Linked DNA regions of Mus musculus: region 2 is linked to region 1. A link is a contact called in public promoter capture Hi-C data. All regions are on one chromosome and are shown on one strand. Each heading gives the region's core, a stretch centred on a gene start, on an enhancer-like site or on the middle of the called end of the contact. The rest is flanking DNA. Distances are from core to core; before and after follow the strand shown.

What was found. Capture Hi-C pulls out chosen DNA fragments and counts their contacts.
Region 2: a promoter capture Hi-C map of liver shows a contact between it and region 1, with 2.6 times the contacts expected there. The contact joins the promoter of Cnbp here to the promoter of 1600020E01Rik in region 1. A contact is called at or near these places in 1 of 39 promoter capture datasets (the C10 cell line), 1 of 484 Hi-C or Micro-C datasets (CD4 T cells), 1 of 115 datasets of contacts at active chromatin or transcription factors (astrocytes) and 3 of 9 other capture datasets (adipose tissue, liver and macrophages).

Annotation. Positions count from the first base shown.
Region 1 is chr6:86,523,634-86,530,578 of GRCm38.p6, reverse strand. 1600020E01Rik (RIKEN cDNA 1600020E01 gene) reads right to left here and starts at 3,249. Exons shown (of 5, transcript NR_037960.1): 1 at 3,146-3,249; 2 at 2,605-2,688. Pcbp1 (poly(rC) binding protein 1) reads left to right here and starts at 4,390. Exons shown (of 1, transcript NM_011865.4): 1 at 4,390-6,099. The coding sequence starts at 4,664. The coding sequence ends at 5,734. Gm38676 (a long non-coding RNA gene) reads right to left here and starts at 1,815. Exons shown (of 2, transcript XR_869219.1): 1 at 1,173-1,815; 2 at 1-121.
Region 2 is chr6:87,848,316-87,855,260 of GRCm38.p6, reverse strand. Cnbp (cellular nucleic acid binding protein) reads left to right here and starts at 4,155. Exons shown (of 5, transcript NM_001347325.1): 1 at 4,155-4,357. Gm44064 (WAS/WASL-interacting protein family member 2) reads right to left here and starts at 5,759. Exons shown (of 2, transcript XM_030255689.1): 1 at 5,754-5,759; 2 at 2,948-4,901. The coding sequence starts at 5,759. The coding sequence ends at 4,023.

The DNA.
Region 1 (6,945 bases), core at 2,000-4,499:
AGACTAAATGTGTATCTGTCATCACTTGCGGATGGGCATTTAATTATAAAGAAATGGGCATGTCGGGCAGTGGTGGCACACGCCTTTAATCCCAGCACTCAGGAGGCAGAGGCAGGCGGATCTCTGAGTTCGAGGCCAGCCTGGTCTACACAGTGAGTCCCAGGATAACCAGAGCTATAGAGAGAAACCATGTTTCGAAAAACAAAACAACAAAGGGGGGGGGGGGGCCGCAGAAATTTCTAGAGTATATTTCAAGTAGCAATTCTCTTTTATGATAGTTTTGTTATATATCTGTGTGTATACATATGTGCGAGTCATTTAAATTTCTTATAATATTTCTCTTTTTACACTGTGCTTAGCCTTGAGTTCCAACATCTTGCAATGCTCAGGACAGTGTGGTACACACTGAGGTCTGCATGCTGGTATTGTCATAGCTGCTACTGTGTGTCTGCTAAAGCTCTGGACAGAGGTAACATAATGTTAATGTGAAAAGTTTGACACCAGCTGGACAGGACAGATGGCTGCTCTTCCAGAGGTCCTTAGTTCAATTCCCAGCAACCACATTGTGACTCACACCCATCTGTAATGGGATCTGATGCCCTCTTCTGATGTGTCTGAAGACAGCTACTGTGCACTCACATACATAAAATAAATAAGCCAAGGCTATACAGAGAAACCCTGTCTCAAAAGACAAAAACAAGAACAAAACAAAACAAGACAAAAACTTGGAAGGCAGAGACAGGCAGATTTCTGAGTTCGAGGCCAGCCTGGTCTACAAAGTGAGTTAGTTCCAGGACAGCCAGTGCTACACAGAGAAACCCTGTCTCAAAAACAAACAAACAGGGCTGGTGAGATGGCTCAGTGGGTAAGAGCACCCAACTGCTCTTCCGAAGGTCCAAAGTTCAAATCCCAGCAACCACCCGTAATGAGATCTGATGCCCTCTTCTGGTGCGTCTGAAGACAGCTACAGTGTACTTACATATAATAAATAAATAAATCTTAAAAAAAAAAAATCCAAAAAATAAAAAAGACAAAAATTTTAAAAATATATAAGAAAAAAGAAAAGTTTGACATGTGATCTAAATGTAATTTCAATCAAAAAGCTCTTCTCTCCGACACCCACACAGCCACAGCCACTCCAGTACATGTTTGTTGCGCTATCCACTACCTACATCGGAGTACAAGCTGAGCCTGGTCTATAGACTAAGTTCCAAGACAGCCCCAGGGCTGTTACACAGAGAAACTCTTTCTTGAAAAACAACAACAACAAAAAAACCCCCAAGTCTTCTTTTGCTTGCCATGTGTGGTGCTACACATCTTTATTCCCAGAACTTTGGAGAGGCAGAGACAGACAGATGAATCGCTCGGAGTTCAAAGCCAGCCTGGTCTGCAAAAGAAGTTCCAGGCTAGCCAGGGCTACATGGCGATACCCTGTCTTAAAACAAGACAACAAAAACCCAACCTAATTTTTAAATGTGAGCCTAATAAATAGCTATTTGCAGACTTCAGTACATGATTTTAGGAATTATGGGTAGAAATAGCTGACCTAATTGGGAGCTTGAGTCTATTCCTGAGAAGTACCCTCACCTTCTAGACCAGGTGAGTTTAATAAATTTAAACATACCTAACTATACACTCATTTCCATGAGTATTTAACAAATTTAAATGAAGGTTATAACCTCTCTGTAATTATAATTCCATACCACATGCATCTGTGCTGCTTTTACGAAAAAAGCTGATTTATGACCTACATTGAACTTAATTGAATACACTGAATAGTGAAGGCCGCATGGTTTGAGGAGTCACAAGTTATGATTTATCTAATATTCCTCCATGCTCTGTCAATATTTAAAGAGAAATAGATGATTGGAACCAGGTAAAGTAACTTATTTTATCTGCTTAAAGGACTGGGATGGAGAAACCAGAAATCCATCCACAAGCAACTGAGGAAAGCAAGTCTCTAGGGAACTGCTCGCTTGCTCCCTTGGAGCCAGGTGGAGGGAAATGGGCCTCAGATGAGGCCAGATGAACAGATACTGAACTTTTGGGCAAGCCTGAATCACATCCTCTTCCTGTCCTCATCCAGAGGCTTTGTAAAATAATATTTGAGCCTAAACAAATGTCACTAACACCAGGAATAAGTGAAGGCACGGAACATACAAACAGGTGCGGGGCGGGGGGGGGGGGGGGGGGGGGGGGGGTTCTGAGTGGCTCCTTTAGAAATGACAAGTTCACACAAGTCAGTTCTTTTCTTTCTCTTTTTTTTTTTGAAACAGGGTATCACTTTGTAGCCCCAGCTGGCCTCAAATTCTCAAAGATCTACCTGTTTCTGTTTCCCCAGTGATGGGATTAAAGGTGTTTCCTACCATGCCCTCAACATGCCAGTGGTGGCACATCCTGTCATTCCAGTGTTTGTGAAGTGAGACAGGAGGATCCAGAGCTCAGTGCCTCTGCACTGAAAAAAAAAAACCACACACACAAAACTGTGGCGTAGTGGTAGACAGCTTGGCTAAAAAGTTAGAGATCCTATGTCTGATAACCAGCTCAGCAAAATTAAATTCTAAAACTCTGATTCAAATAAAAAAATCTGCAAAAGGTGCTCACCAGTAGAGAAATCAGAAGATATAGGTTCCATCCTGTGTAACCTTGGGTCATTCACTTCATTCATCTCTCTGGGATTGTCTTGCTCTGTTGGGGAAAAGAAAGAGAAATAAATACCCACTTCATGGAATTTTCAATTAAAAAAAATATATATTGCATGGGATAAAATGTTTAGAATGGAATCTGCTGTGGCACACCCACACCCACAATCTGTTCCTCTTGACTGTAAAGGTGGAAAAGTGGACATAACTGTGAACTTTAGGATCACTGGACAGTTGAATAGTGAGACATTGCCATTCTATGGCTTATTAGGCATAACAATCTTAAATCAGTTACAGCACCACCTGTACAACATCTAGAAAAAAACTAGAAATTTTTTCTAGATGCTTGGGTACTTGGTTACATACTGTGCACACACGCGCGCACGCACACACACAGGCACACACCTGCCTGCCATTACTCAGTTTTTTAAAAATCCCGTGTCAGGCCTGCATTTTATTTATTCTCCTGCCCACCAAGGGAATTAACTTTCTTCCAAAAGCACCTCTTGCTGTTTCATCCTATGGGAAATTCTGAGACTGATGAAAGGCACATTCTAGAGCTTTCAGACCCGGCCCAATTTTTCGATGGCGACACGTGTCGCCATTTTGTTGGGAAACATGGCCGCCAGCCCTCCCCGCTCGGGGGTGGGGTGGCGGTGGGGTGAGGAACGCCACGCTGGTCCTTTCGGCCAAGTATTAAACAACACGTTCCTTCACACGACCTCCTCCAGGCTGACTATGGCGGCGGCACGAGGAGCCGGCAAAGAAAGCACAAGGCGCTCTCCAGCGTCTCGAGGGCCATTTCCCGGCGGGAGGCCTCGGTCAGGGCGACCTCCCAAGATGGCGGCGGCGCCCAGGCTTGGCCGCCTCCCGAAAGCGTGGTCCAGGCGGCGGGCGAGCCAGCGCGGACATGCGGGGGGCCATGCCGGCACGCCGTCAGTGCGCACCGCTCCTCTAAGGTCTCGGGAACTATCGTGGGACATAAAACACGAGGGCAGGAGGTAGCGCCTCCGAGGGCTTCCCTAACCGGAGCCGACCAAGTGCAAACAAAGCATTATGTAAGTGGACGCCATTCCAGCGGCCCCCGTTCCTAACGCCACTAGCCCGAGCGGCACTCGCCGGGGCGGGTGACTCTCGCTCGAGTCTCTCTGCGTCGCGGACGCAGCCGCCGGACGGAGGCCAAGGTGGGGGCTGGGACCAGGCGCCCGGACGCCGGGGACGAAGGGGCCCCACGTGCCCAGCAGAGCGCGTGCACAGCCGCCGGGCCGCGCCTCGCCTCGCCGCCCCTCCCCCCACGGAAGCCAACGCGGGCCGCTCGCGCCCCCCCTCGCTGCCGCGCATGCGCCCTGGTCCCCTCCCGCGCACGTTTTCGACCCGCGGCGGCCTAGCTCCCGCCTGCAGCGGCCTCCGCCGATGCCTGTATCGCTCCGCCATCGAATCCTTGGGCGGACCGGGAAACAATTATCTGTCCCCGGCACAAAACCAGTATATTTTCCCAGTCCCCTGCCGGAGCCGCTAGGGTTAACAAAACACGTGCTCCCTCTCAATCTCTGCCGGGTCCCCAGTTTTGCCCACGTTGTCCGTTTTCAACCCGACGGCGGTGCCACCGGGTTATTTTTCTCAAGGGTCGCGCGCGCTGGCGCAGTCTTGTGACCTAAAAAAGCCGGTCCTCTTTTTTTTCTCCTAGGGGTCCTGCGCGGAAAGCACTTCCGGGGTCAGAGGGTACGCGGGGTTGAAAGCGGGCTTCCCGCCCCGCCCAGACCGCCGAGGCTGCCGCCGGAGTCGCCACCGCCGCGCCCTCGCCCACCCGCCCGTCGACCGCTCCCGGTCCCGCTCGCCCCCGTCGCCGCCGCCGCCAGTCCTGCGACGCCGCCGCGGCCTCCCGCCCGCGCCCGCCCGCTCCTGCGGCCCCCCGCTCGCCTCGCGCCGGCAGTTCGGGCCTACTCCTCCCCTCCCCCGCCAGCCGCCCAGGACTTGACCACGTAACGAGCCCAACTCCCGAACGCCGCCCGCCGCTCGCCATGGACGCCGGTGTGACTGAAAGCGGACTCAACGTGACTCTCACCATTCGGCTGCTGATGCACGGAAAGGAAGTAGGCAGCATCATCGGGAAGAAAGGGGAGTCGGTGAAGAGGATCCGCGAGGAGAGCGGCGCGCGGATCAACATCTCGGAGGGGAACTGCCCGGAGAGGATCATCACGCTGACTGGGCCTACCAATGCCATCTTTAAGGCCTTCGCCATGATCATCGACAAGCTGGAGGAAGATATCAACAGCTCCATGACCAACAGTACGGCGGCCAGCAGGCCCCCGGTCACACTTCGGCTGGTCGTGCCCGCCACCCAGTGTGGCTCCCTGATCGGCAAGGGCGGCTGCAAGATCAAGGAGATCCGCGAGAGCACCGGGGCCCAGGTCCAGGTGGCGGGGGATATGCTGCCCAACTCGACCGAGCGGGCTATCACTATCGCCGGCGTGCCGCAGTCCGTCACCGAGTGTGTGAAGCAGATCTGCCTGGTCATGCTGGAGACGCTCTCCCAGTCTCCACAGGGGAGAGTCATGACCATCCCGTACCAGCCCATGCCGGCCAGCTCGCCAGTCATCTGCGCGGGCGGCCAAGATCGCTGCAGCGACGCGGCGGGCTACCCCCACGCCACCCACGACCTGGAGGGACCACCTCTAGACGCCTACTCGATTCAAGGACAACACACCATTTCTCCGCTGGATCTGGCCAAGCTGAACCAGGTGGCAAGACAACAGTCTCACTTTGCCATGATGCACGGCGGGACGGGATTCGCCGGAATTGACTCCAGCTCTCCAGAGGTGAAAGGCTATTGGGCAAGTTTGGATGCATCTACTCAAACCACCCATGAACTCACCATTCCAAATAACTTAATCGGCTGCATAATCGGGCGCCAAGGCGCCAACATCAATGAGATCCGCCAGATGTCCGGGGCCCAGATCAAAATTGCCAACCCGGTGGAAGGCTCTTCTGGAAGGCAGGTCACTATTACTGGCTCGGCTGCCAGTATTAGCCTGGCCCAGTATCTAATCAATGCCAGGCTTTCCTCTGAGAAGGGGATGGGGTGCAGCTAGAACAGCGTAGGTTCGCTCGTAACCCCCTTCCTGCTGTTTCCCATGATCCAACTGTGTAATTTCTGGTCGGTAATTCCAGGTTTTAAATAATTTGTAAGTGTTCAGTTTCTACACTTTATCATCCGCTAAGAATTTAAAGAAAAATCACATTCTCTGTTCAGCCGTTAATGCTGGGATCCATATTTAGTTTTATAAGCTTTTCCCTGTTTTTAGTTTCGTTTGGGTTTTTTTGGCTCATGGATTTTATTTTCTGTTTGTCGATAAGAAATGTAAGAGTGGAATGTTAATAAATTTCAGTTTAGTTCTGTAATGTCAAGAATTTAAGAATTAAACAAATGGATTGGTTAAAAATGCTTCGTATTTGAAAGCTGGGAATTCCTATCTTAAATTCTTCGGTTGCTGCTTTCTTTCCCTTCCCTGTTTTAAGTATGGGGTGCTTGGCGGCCAGGGGGAGAAGGGTGGCCCGCCCTTGTTCCTTGCAAGCTTTTCTTGCCTTATCGCTGAGATTCCCCTCCCTCTGCCCCAACAAAGGAACGGCAGGTTGGGCCTGCTTTGGGATGTTTACAAAAGATGGGTCTCTTCCTGGGAGTGACATATCCAACCTAGTTCCAGAGAGGCCTCTGCCTTTTTCTCTGGTGGAAGATACAGGTTTTTCTCGGGTGGAAAAACTGCCCGTTCAGCAGGACAGGGTGGATGGAGAGCGTCTAGCCCGTTGTCCGCTACCCCCATCCCGCGGGGCAAACTTGGCCAGGAACAATAAAATAATCTGTGGGAAGGCTTGTGGGGGTGGGGGGCAGGGACTAGGAGGAAGGGGAAGCACAAGGGGGGAAAGGAGGGCCACAGCTGCAAGGGGGGGGGGGATTGGAGGGCCTTGAGTCTGGGCTGACCCCAACAGAAGGACCACGTGGGGAGGGAGCCATGCACCTGTGGCAAGTAGCCCGTCAGAAGGTTACACCTGTCAAGCGAGGTGCCGGGAAACAAAGGGGTATTTTTGTGATTTTCCTCAGCTGTGTGCAATAGTTAATTACTGCAGGAAATAATCCTGCCTAAGTGGGACAGTCCTCCCAGGAATGTAGACCAGTCCAGGGTGTTCAAATGAGGATTCCTGAGTCCCACTACACACTGAACCAGAAAACTGCATCTTTAACACCCATTAGATCTCTTTGAGTTTTTCTTCAGCTTGAGAACGGCAGTGGCAATGCCTAGTAACC
Region 2 (6,945 bases), core at 2,906-5,405, 1.3 Mb before region 1:
TGGTTGTGAGCCACCATGTGGTTGCTGGGATTTGAACTCCTGACCTTCGGAAGAGCAGCCGGGTGCTCTTACCCACTGAGCCATCTCACCAGCCCTTATATAACATTTTTAAGAACACAGTTTTTAGGAATGGAGCTGAGTGGATGGTGAGAACTTACAAAAGTTTTGTGAAAACTCATGAAAATCATAAAAATGCCTGGCATAGCTGGGCATAGTGATGCCTATCTGTGATCCCAGCATCCAGGGAGGCAGAGGCTAGAGATTCAGGTGTTCAGGTCATTTGGGTTCTGTAGCAAGTTTGGGCCCACCCTGGGCTATAGGAAATTTTGTCTCAAAACAAAAACACCACCTGGGGGTGGTAGCACACTCCTTTAATCCCAGAATTTAGGAGGCAGGGGCAGGTTCTAACCCAGTCTGGTCCTGGTGAGTTCCAGGCTAGCCAGGGCTACAATGTGAGATCCTGAATCAAAAACAACATAATAAAATATTAAATAAATAAAGATCCAAAACAGTTGGTGATGGTGGCACATGCTGACGGGTGATACTGAAGAGATGGAGGTGGGAGGAGAACGGGCTCAAGCCCTGCCCGGGCTCCTCCTTTGCCTGTACTGATGGAGGAAGAGGTGGATCTCTGTGCAGTTCAAGGTCAGACTGGTCTACATAGTGAATTCCAGGCGAGGCAAATAAACCAACAAACCAACAAGTAGACCAAACCAATCTAGAATCAGCATTCAATTGGTAGTAGCATATGACAGAATGATCCTGTTTACTTTATGCCTGACATTCTATGAAAGCTTTATATTCATAATTTTAATGCTTAGTCATCTACCTATCATTGATTCCTTTTTTAGTTTAGTTTTTCTTTGATATTTAAAAATTTTTTGTTTGTTTGTTTGTTTTTCAAGACAGGGTTTCTCTGTGTAGCCCTGGCTGTCCTGGAACTTACTTTGTAGACTAGGCTGGCCTCAAACTCAGAAATCCGCCTGCCTCTGCCTCCCGAGTGCTGGGATTAAAGGCGTGTGCCACCACGCCCGGCTCAACTGTAATTGTGTGTGTGTGTGTGTGTGTGTGTGTGTGTGTGCGCGTGCGCGCGTGTGACTTTGTGGGAACGTGTACATGTGAGTGTGCACTAGGGAAAGGGTATGGGATCCCCGTGCTGGAGTCACAAGTAATCTGGGGTCAGGACCTTTGTCCTCTGCAAAAGCCTGCTCTTAATCACCAAGCCATCTTCTTGCCTGGTGTTTTGTTTCTGAGACAGCATCTCACATTTTAGACCTACTCGGGACTCACTCTGTAGGTCTGCTGTCCTTGAGTTGCTTGAGTTCTTCCGATCTTGGTCTTGATCCCTAGGATTACAGGTGTGCTCTACCACACCCAGCCTGCTTTTTTCAGGATTTAGTCTAGTCCCTTTCTGCTTTGGAGGCGTACATGGGTGGAAACATCAGTCTGTTCTCCTCTTCCTTAGCCACATACTTTCCAAGTAAAGTCACAGCAGTGTCCCTGCTGGCACAGAAAACATAAAGGAAAAGACCTATGTATCATCCTAGTCTGACAGCAGAATCTAAGGCATGTGCTATGCAGCTGGGCACTGAATGGGAAATGGAGAGTTGGCAAGTGTAGCTGCTCTACTGTGACCTGTTTTAAGGACTGAATCCTGCTGAGTCATAGCGCTGGTCCTCTCTTCAACATTCAGTACTTTCTTATGGCCCCTGCTAACCGGCAAGTTCTTCAAGAGCAAGGTCTAGAGGATAACTGAATACCTTTGTAACCCAGGTGACACTACGCACAATGCCTAACATTGAACAGGCATGGAGGATGGGTAAAACACATCCCAAGGGCAGAGACTAGAGCAGGAGTCTATTTCTTCAGCATCATTGACAGCTTAACTTAAAAAAATATACTTTATTTATATATTTTTGTATGTATACGCTTGTGTATATTTGGAAATGTGCTATCCCATGTGTATAGAGGTCAGAGGACAAGTTGGGGGCGGAGGAGCATCCATTCTTTCCTTCTCACATCTGGGTTCAGAGATCAAGCCCAGGCTGTGAAACCAGGCAGTGACAATGTTACTTGGTGAACCGTCTTGGTTGACCCACAGCTCAGCTTTTGGTAAAGCTGTTTTGTTTTGTTTTGTTTTTCTGCCTTATTTTTAAACATTTTGTGTGAAATGGGTGGACATATTCAGTAACTACAAGTTAACTTCCATTATAGATCTCCTTGCCAACTATCACAGTGCCTCATGGCCAGTCTGGTTCCATGAATAGTGATAATTAGAGAATGTTGGGCGCCAAGTGAAGAGTCATCAGTTGTCACACCACCACGCCCAGTTTCAAAGCAATTTTTAATATAAGAAACATTCCATCCCTGGGCCTAAAAGAAAGATCAAACAGTTTATGTGTGATTGTGCTTAAAATGGTAAATTAGGAACAAGTCAAAAAATTATTAATTTAGACTGGTATGATGTCATGCACCTTTAATTCTAGTAGAAAGAGGTAAAGGCAGGCAGATATCTTTGAGTTCGAGGCCAGGCAAGACTACATAGTGAGATCCTGTCTTAAAAGCAAAAAGCAGTTTAGGGTTCTCGTGTTTTGAAGCAGTAGGGGCTTCATATATAGCTTTGCCTTATACATACTCACTGCTAGAATTTATGAAGATGCTGCTTGTCTGCAGTTGCTTTATCTGCAACGCTCTGTGAGTTCAAGATCAGCATGGTCTATGAGTAGTGAGTTGCAGGATGGCCAGGGCCATGTAGAGACCCTGCCTCAAACAACGAGAACAACAACAAAGATTTATGTGTATGTGGCTGGGTATATTTATGTGCACCTCCTAAGTTAGAGGACATTAGATCCTCTGGACCTGGAGTTATATGTAGTTGTTAGTAGGATATAGGTGTTGGGAACTGAATTCTGGTTCTCTTCAATAGCAGCATGTGTTGTTGCTGGTGTTTTTTTTTTTTTTTTGTTTTTTGTTTTTGTTTTTTTTTGCTTATTTTGAGACTGGGTCTGACTATGGTTGAACATTTTGTTCTTCTGTTGAAATGGAATCTAGAGTCTTGTGCGAGACAAATGCTCTTCTAAACCATATCTACAGCCCAAAGGTCTTACTATGTAGCTATGGCTGACCTGGGACTTGTTATGTAGATTAGATGAACTTGGACTGACAAGAGATCCTACTGCCTCTACTTCTCAAGTGCAAGCGACTAAAGGTATGCACCACCACGCCTGGCTGCTCTCAACTTCTAAGTCATTTCTGCAGGCCCATGTGTAAGTTTAAAGAGTAAGTCGCTAGCGGAAACTAAAATCTAGACAAATTTTAGTACTTTTTAGAACTCAAGAGACTTGAGATTTCCAGATTCTTCATGTTTGTATTAAAAAAATCATTAAAACGGGACAGAGTTCTAGAATGCTTTAGTTTATATAGAAATTGTCTTCAGGGTGTGTGGTAACGCTAGGGAATCAAACCCAGGACTTACAGGAAAAATTTATCTTCTGCTTTGAGGACCTATGACTACACACACAATCTATTTTGGAGACACCATGAAATGCAAACGACGGTCACTCCTGAATGGGGCAGCCCAGGCAATAACTTTCTTGGCCTCCTCTCATCCACAAATCCTAGGGATGTCATTCATTATGGGTCACAAGAAGTGTTGTGACACAAATCACCTGTCACCATCTTCAACCTCATTAGGCATTTTCATTTGGGGCTATTGCAAGCCAGGGGCACTAGCAGCGCGCTGTCGGTTTATACCCAGGAAACACAAAACCCAAACGCATCTCATGGACCGTAACGGTAGCCACAGCCGCTTCTATGATCAGGCCACTAAGACCTTCCCCCAAACCTAAGTGTGTGTGTATTGGAACCTGGTCTGCTTCTGAGCCCCACCAGGCTTAGGGGAGGCCGGGCAGGGGGAGATTGGCTCCCGCAAGCTGCGACCACTGCCCGGATCAGCCCCGTAGGCTGGAGAGAACCAGCAAAGGTTCGAGGGACGAACTGCTAGTAGGAAAGCAGCGAACCACTCATCGTAGACACGGAACCCAGGTACGGGCGGGAAGGCCGCGAGCGCTGCGGGCCGGAAGAGGCTGGGCGTGGAGCAGTCCGCCCCGCCCCTGCCGCCCTCGCGCGAGGCCGCGCTCCCAGCGGGCGATTCTGATTGGCTGGCCTGGCTTCCTGCGCTGATTGGATCCGTGGGCGAGGCGGAGGAGAGCCGTGCGCAGCGGCGTGTGTGGGGCCGTGTGCAGACCCGCGTGTGGCGCAGGCAAGGACCCTGAAAATAAACAGCCGCTGCTTTGCGAGTCGCCTTCTTGGTTCTTCGTCCGAGTCTCCTCCGCTGTGGGCAGCTCAGACGCCGAAGGTGAGAGGCGAGGGTGTAGCCTGCGCAACGGAGGTGGCGGGGTTGGTGCGGCCGAGACGGACGGAGGGCCGGAACTGCGAGGCGCGATGGCGGCCGCACCTCGGCCTGCGCCCTGCTGCGTCAGGCGCGGGGCTCGGCCCGAGCGGCGTCTCGGCTCCAGTTTCTGGCCCGCCGTACTGTGGCGGGCGTCCTGTCCGTCCTGCGGCGCTGGCACTAGGGCTGGAGCGTGGGGCCCTCTCTTGGCCCCGAGGGCCACGCAGGCCTCATCCGTGTGGCGACGAGGCCCGGCGCCCTTGGGGCCGAGGCGAGGAGAGTCGCGCGCGGGCCTAGCGCCGAGGGCCAGTGTGGCGGGAACTCCTGGAACGGGGCGGTGTGGCGGGGGCGAGAGCCTGGTCGAGGTGGAGGTCCCCAGGCCGAGCGCCCGGTGGAGGCCTGGCGGGCCATGTGCCAGCGGCTGCGGGGCCTCAGGACCTGGCCTGTGACGAAGCCCGCGCACGCCGCTGTAAGGCTTGGGAGTCTGGATTCGGTTCTCTGTACTGGCGACCTTTATTCAAACTCCTGATTTCTTGTAGTTCGTATTCTTAAGCAGCTTATTCGACATCGTTAGTCAAAAGAAACCACCTTTCCCTGGATCGATGAGAGTCAAGTCTTAGGTCCCTCACCCCCCCCCCCCCTTTTTTTTTTTAATGGAGCGGGAACCGGGTGGATAGGACCCGTAGGTTGTCAGGCCTTTAAGGCCATCAGGGTGGCAGAAGTCCTTGCCAATATTTCTCGGATTAAATGGATATAAATTACAAGAAAGCCTCGGAAGTAGAGTTGGCAAAGATCAATCTAGATTTTTCATTACCGTGAAAACCTGTTTTAGGACGGTTTAATCGTTCTCACTTGGGTTTAGGTGTTGATTTTATAGGTGAAGCCTTTTGCCTGTTGCCACATGTCAAGCACATGGCCTCGGCCACCAGGCACTTTCAGAGGAAGTGACTACATCTGGGGTGGGGGTGGGGGTCTTGGAAAAGGAGACATTGCACAGCAATCGGCTGGTTAGGTTTTTGCAATATTCTTGAAGACACAAAATAGACAAGAAACCACGACACTCAATCTGACTGCATTAAAGTAAAAGGGAATTAAGTTATATCCCCAATTTACCCCCAGATGTAGTTTTATGTGATAAAAATTACCATTTCCTGTTGCTTGACCCAATTCTGGAGAGACTTATGACAATGGATTAATTTTAAATTTGCAAATTTGTTAGCCATTTGCTCCTAGTATATATTGAATTTAAGATTTTGAAAGTTTTAAAAAAAGATACATAAACTGTGATCCTTATCACTTTATTCTTTAAGTCTGAAAAACTGAAAGTTACTTTGGTTAAAATTCAAGCTTATCAAATTGTAACCCGCATAGTCCTAGGTGCTTTTTTTTTTCTTTTAAAGCTTAAGTTTGCTGCTTGTCTACAAGGAACTCTTTGTATGCTGGACTATAAAAGGAATAATTTATTGGAATCCCAAGGGCTGAATTAAGGGCTTAATTTTTCCCTCAAATTACAACTCGTAACAAGTTTTTAAAACTCTTAACAGTACGATATCTGGCTATTTACCTCCTACTTCACATTAGGAAATTATTGTATTTGGATTATTTTCATATTAATACCAAGAGGTAAATTATTTCAAAGAGATGTGCAGTTTGTAAAATGTTTTAAGCCAAGTCAGCTGAAGACCAAGGGCTTATATTCTGGCAGTTGAACAACTGCAAATGTTAAGATTTTGTAATGATGTATGGCTTTTTACCTTTTAGACCTAAAAACATATAGTGAATAAGGCACTGCTGGAGTGATTGTTAGGTGAATGCATTTCCAGAGAGATTTTGCCTCCCTCTACTCCCTCCTGACAGTAAGTTGAGAACCAGAGTACTAACACCAAGCAAGGCACCCTGGCTGACTATGTGGAGAATGCTCTTTTCCACACTGCCTCACTTAATAGGGCTCTTGTTTTGGCACTGTCTAACTTCAGGTTGCTAAATACTTGGGATAATAAAGTGAACTTATGGCCTCATGCAAATAGGAAGGCTTTGCACATTATGAATACAAGCCAGGTGTGGTGATAAAGGCCTATTCCATCCCAGTACTTGGGGAGGATGGACAGGATTGCAAATACATTTGAAGCCTGCCTAGGCTACAGAATAAACTTGTTTTAAAAGGGCAGGAAAATCCAGGAGTGGTGACACACTCATTTAATACCAGAACTGAGGCCCATCTCTTAAATTTGAGGACTGCCTCCTATGTCCAAACCCAGAACACTCCTTTTCACTGCTGTTAGACAACAGATGTGTGTTCTCTTCCTCTTGCTAGTATCTTAGCAGTATAAAAAGATCCCAGAATCATGGTTAAGTTCAGGTTAGCCAGTTAACTTGGCTACCCATTTGTTATATCACCTCAAAGATACAGGGCCCTCACCACCAACTATGATGTGTGTTGAGCTAACTTTACTATTTCATCTGGCCTTCTTAACACAGTGATTTATATCCATTTTTATCCTCTAGACCCTTAAGTTCTATTTCCCAAGCAAAGGGTTATCCTTGCCTTATCACAG